2 separate regions of the Mustela erminea genome follow, and region 1 is linked to region 2. The links are chromatin contacts, called in public Hi-C maps. All regions are on one chromosome and are shown on one strand. The core of a region is the stretch at or near the end of the contact, and the rest is flanking DNA. Distances in the headings are between cores, read along the strand shown.

Region 1 (2,700 bases), core at 144-2,643, 300 kb after region 2:
CTCTGCTCAGCGGGGAGCCTGCTCCCCCATCTACTTGTGATTTCTCTCTGTCAAATAAATACATAAAATCTTTAAAAAAAAAATAAAAACGGGTTGCCTTTTGTTATTGAGTTGTAAAATTTCTTTATGTATTCTGGATACTAGGCCCTTCCCCAATACATGATTTGCAAATATTTTCTACTATTCCGTGAGTTACCTTTTTTATTTTCTTAATGTTGTTCTTTGATGTACAAAAGCTTTCAATTTTGATGAAGTCTAATTTATCTGTTTTTTTTCTTTTGTTGTTTGTGCTTTTGGTGTTATATGGAATTTGAGATTTTGTCACCTGGACAAGGTCAATGGTTAGGAAGAGAAGGGGATCTGAGGAGAAAGGGAACAGGGATTACTTGAGGTCTCCGTCTCCAGTTCAACCAGAAGATCTGAGCATTTATCTGCTTTTTATAATGTTCTCCAGCTTTAAAAAAAAAAAAATATATATATATATATATATATATATATATGATCAATAGATTAGAACCACTAGATTGTGCTACTCAAATTTTAACCAAGGAAAACAAATATGAAACCTCAGTGTGCCAGACTGTTCTGAAAACTAGACCTAAATGGTATACGTAGTAATTAAAACAATGTGTTTCCGGTTTCCTGGTTTAATTAAACTTCATTTGTAATTAAAAAAGAAAAGGCATACATTCTTGGGAAAGCAAGCAATGTTTCTTGCAAAATGCTCCATTTACGACACCTTTGGGAAGTCAGGATTTGGCCCAAATACAAACCCACTGTCTACCTGGTGGCTTTTCATCCACACTTAAGGAATATTTCATGGAAAATATAGCCAAGTTCATGCACACCAGCTTTGATACCAGGGGCTACATTTGGTTGATATCACACAGCAGGCGAGAGTTTTGAATTCAGGGGTTCCCATTTCAAATCTAAGGCTCTGGCCCCTAGGACATACTTTCGAAGTAGTCAGGTGAATCATCCATTGATCTTTTTTTTGACAGGCACTACTACCGCTACTACCTGCTATTATTTTTTGGAAGCTTCCTATATGCCAGGCATTGTGCTGAAAACCTTTACAGCTCATCTTTCTAACAACCCAGGAAGTGGTTCGGTAATTATCCTCGTTTTTTTCCTACCGAAGAAACCGAACTGAGGTTACATAACTTGTTCCAGCAACCAATGGTAAATGTCAGAGCTAGAACCTAACCCAGATCTGACTCCAAAGCCCGTATTTTGAACCTCTAAGCAAGACTATTATTTTAAAGATGACCAGGTCCTGAAAATTGACCTCAGCCCCGCCCCTTCTAGACTACATTCCAGCAGGTATTCCCGGCCCCAATGCCTGCGCAAACTCCGCCACGCCCTTCTTTCCGCCCCGACGCCCTCAAATTGCGCAGGCGCTCTCCTCCCCGGCTGTACTGTCGAGTCCACGCGGAGGCGGTGCAGGCGTCGTCGGGACGGCGTGCTAATGCGCAGGCGCGGGGCTGAAGCTTCGGCCCCTCGGGGAGCTTGGAGATGGCGGCTGCCGGGGACGCTTCGCGGGAGCCGGCGGCCTCGGAACCGCCGGCGGAGCTGCCTGCCTCGGTGCGGGCGAGCATCGAGCGGAAGCGGCAGCGGGCGCTGATGCTGCGCCAGGCCCGGCTGGCGGCCCGGCCCTATCCGGCGACAGCGGCGGCGGCTACCGGAGGTTTGGGCCCTGGCGGCGCCTGCCCCTTCCCTCGGGGGGGCCGGGTGCCGTCTTCCGGGTGGAGCGTCGGCTGCCCTCGCGTCTGCGCACCGGTTCTCCCGCAGTCCCGGGAATCTGCTCCGCGGGCTCTTTCAGAGCGGGCTATAGCCACTAGCGGTTCCGCGCTGGACCCGGGTCTTTCCTCGGTGCACTCGGGTGGCCCAGCTCTCCTCTTAAACTTGGGGGATGCAGCCGCCCTCACCGTCGGGAGCTGCCAGCCAGTGTTGGTCGGCGCCTTAGCTTTCCCTTCCCAGCTGCGCGTCCAGCGGTCCCAGGGGCAGTCTTTGTGTAAAGCTTTTAGCCTTGGGACCCGTGTTCGCAGCCCTCCTGCACCGCTCCGGAATTCATCCACTCAACAAAGGGCGATTGAGTGCATTTTCTGGTTCCGCTCGCTACGTGCCAGGCACCGAGAGAGGCAAATAGGCGGGAGCTGCTGCCTTCATGAGGCTCTCAAGTGTGGCACCTGTTGTGTTTCACATGTTTTAAGTTGACTAACTTGATTCTCACTGTTACCTTGGGAAATGATTAGGGCAGCGTTTGGTACTGGTGTTTTACTGAGGTGGTAATTGAAGACCAGGAAAGGAAAAGGATCTGCTCAGGTTCTTAGCGGCAAGTGTATAAGCTAATCAGGACTAGAATTGAGGTCTGATACTGGTTCACGGCCTTTCCTTTTTACCAACTGCTGCTTCTGTTCCAGGCACTGTCTCACTTTTAGGAAGAAAGGCTGTTACTTCTGTCTTAATTTTTATCTTCCCCCTTTCTTAGGGCAGCCCTTGACTGTGTGTCTTTCATGTATGTACGTTTCTGTCATAATTTTCCACTGTAGTCCCGTAATAATCTTCTCTAGGGTACTTAAAATAGTTGAGATGACATGCAGGTCTTCAGGACTGCCTCTGTAATGTGAAGTACATGTGTTCCTAAAGCTATATCCCATAGTGTTTGCGTCATTGAGCACAGTTTGGAGCTGTCCTCTG
Region 2 (2,700 bases), core at 167-2,666:
TGCTTCTCCCTCTCCCTCTGCCTGCTTCTCTGCCTACTTGTGATCTCTGTCTGCCAAATAAATAAATAAAATCTTTTCATAAATAAATAAAACATTTGGTCCATTTAGTGCAGCTGTCACTCTTTAAAAGTATTTTTTTATGATTCAGTAGGCTTCCAGAAAAGCAAGTTAGTCCTGAAAGAAGAACAAGATAAATACCTAATCACACTGATGACAGGGGAACAGCTTTCACGGAAGGGAAGCGGGGGAAAAAAGACGGAGTGAACCAGAAGAGAGAGAGCAAGAAGCGTGGACAGTGACAATGCAACTTGAGGAGAGATAGATGAGAGCCAGCCTTGTGGGGAAGGATTGGAAAAAGCATCCAAGTAGACCTGTACAGGAATAGAAATTTGCCAAGACGGAGCACTGAATATTCCTAAACCTCCTACTGCTAATAGCTAACATTTATTGAGTCCTCAGCAAGTACTGTGCTTAGAGCTTTAAATAAATCATCCCATTTGAGCCTTACAACTCTGAGGTTAAGTACTATTATCAACCCGACCTTCAAATGATGAAACTGAGGCTCGCAGAGGTTTAGCAGCCGGCCCGCGTTCACACAGCTGGTAAGTGGTGGCCGCTGAATTTGAACCCAGAGCCCTGGCATTTTAACTGTCTCACTTTCCAAACACAAGCAATGCCAAATGAAAAGACGACAGCAACTTCCAGGTGCTTCAGAACTCGCTGGAAGTAACTCAGTGTCGCTGAAAGAGGTCAGAAACGAAAAATGGCAGGCAGGAAGGAACCAGGTTATTAAGGTCCTGAAGGCTATGTTCAAGGGTTTCAACTCCACCCGTGGACAATGGGGAGCCAGTGAAGGTGTGAGGCAGGGGTACGACCTGACCAAACCTCTGTTTAAGGAAGATTATTCTGCCACCAGGAGCGGGCAAAGGTCGGGTTGGGCGGCAACCGCAGGAACGCGGACCAGTGAGGAGGGTGGGGAGGGATGAGCAGGATTCCAGAGATTTAGAAACGGAACTGGCGAGCGGGACATCGGGCCGCACGCGGGCTACGGACAGAAGCAGAGCCCAGCAGTCCCGGCTCCCGGCCGCAGGCTCTCCCGCGGCCCCGCCCCCGGCCCCCGGCCCCGCCCCCCGCTCCCGGCCCCGCCCCCGGCCGGCGCCCTTTCCCTCCCGGGCTCTGCCCTCACCTTGGCCGTGCGGATCATGCGCTTGGCCACTTCTAGGTCGCCCTGGTGGTTCTGGCCGATCTCGGCAATGATGAAGCACGGGTGCTGCCCGCCCACCCAGCGCCCGGGACACAGCTCCAGCTCCAGCGGCATCGCTGCGGCTCGCGTTTCGGCGCTCCACCGCCCACCTCGAGTCCCTTCCGCGGCCCAGTGGGGAAACCACGCGCCGTCCCGGCCACGTCAACTCCGCCACGTTAGTCAGCGGCCGCGCAGCCAATCCGCGGGCCCCAACTCGCTGCCGCCAGCCAATCGAGGAAAGGGGCGGAGCCTCCCGCGAGCGGGGCGGGGCGGCGGGACGAGGAAATCAAGCTCGGTTCTCTTCAGCCCGGCTCCAGGTTCCCGGGCTGGTAGCGAGGCCCGGGGGGTCGCGGCCTCTCTGCTTCACCTGTGAGCCAACATTCTCCTAAGAGGAATGGAGCGGGGAAGACGGCTGCCTTGGGCTCGGGGAGAGCGCGCCCTGCGGTGTAATGGAAAAAATGAATTTGGGAGTTGGAATTAGAGCTGCTTTGAGCACAGGTGCTGCCACTAACCGGTTCTTGATCGTGAATACGTTAGTCTTTAGTCTTCCTGAACGTTATTTTCCTTTTCCCCGAAATGGGGGAATTATATAGGTTCGTGAGATGATGTATGGAAAACCCTGATCACGGTGCTTGTCCTGTAGTAAGGTTTCAGTAAGCGGATGAACAGCTTGGATGAGCAGCGAGGAATGAGCTTGGGCCGCTGCCTCAGCAGGAATGGAAAAGAGACTAGAGCAGGTGACAGAATGGAAAAGAGACTAGAGCAGGTGACAGAACCAGGGTGGTCCTAAGGCAGGGAGACCCACAGGATCAAAAGCCTAAAGTAGTCCAGGAGAATAACAACAAAGACACCAGCAGATTTGGGGATCAGGAAGCCGCTGGCCAAGGAAGATGAAACAGAAGGGACTAAAATAGACCTTTTCTGGGGAACATTTAGTGTTAAAAGCAGATGGAAAATGCACCATGGCCTAGACAGGGAACCAGAGTTGAGGGGTTGTGAAGAAGGGCACCTTGGGAGGCCAAGAGACTCAGACCCTGAGTCCAGAGAAAATCAAACCCAGCAATAAAGTAACTCAGTACTACTTGTGCTAAAGAAAACCATTATGGTTTTGAGTAATTTGTGAATGAGGGAAAATTAAGTTTAAAAGCAAAAAAGGAGAAATACATTTAAAAATACAATCACCTGGCTGGCTCAACTGGTTAAGCACCCGACTCTTGATTTTGGCTGAGGTCATGATCTTGTAAAAATACAATCACCTGGCTGGCTCAAGTTGGTTGATTTTGGCTCAGGTCATGATCTTGAGGTTGCGAGACTGAGCCCTGTCAGGCTCAGCGCACAGTCTGCTTGAGATTCTCCTTCTGCCCCCTAAACCATCCCTACCCTCTTGCTTGCATTCACTCTCTCTAAATTAAATAAATAAAATCTTACTAATTAATTAAAATACAACCATCCCACAA

What was found. A called contact is a pair of places that touch in the nucleus more often than the background predicts.
Region 1: a contact with region 2 is called in a Hi-C map of spleen, with 4 times the contacts expected there. The contact joins the promoter of XPA here to the promoter of NANS in region 2. A contact is called at or near these places in 2 of 3 Hi-C or Micro-C datasets (fibroblasts and spleen).

Annotation. Positions count from the first base shown.
Region 1 is chr12:32,894,178-32,896,877 of mMusErm1.Pri, forward strand. It overlaps XPA (DNA repair protein complementing XP-A cells), which reads left to right and starts at 1,394. Exons shown (of 6, transcript XM_032306627.1): 1 at 1,394-1,687. The coding sequence starts at 1,516. It overlaps LOC116570139 (a long non-coding RNA gene), which reads right to left and starts at 567. Exons shown (of 3, transcript XR_004277294.1): 1 at 556-567; 2 at 518-519.
Region 2 is chr12:32,597,209-32,599,908 of mMusErm1.Pri, forward strand. NANS (sialic acid synthase) reads right to left here and starts at 1,417. Exons shown (of 6, transcript XM_032309027.1): 1 at 1,187-1,417. The coding sequence starts at 1,318.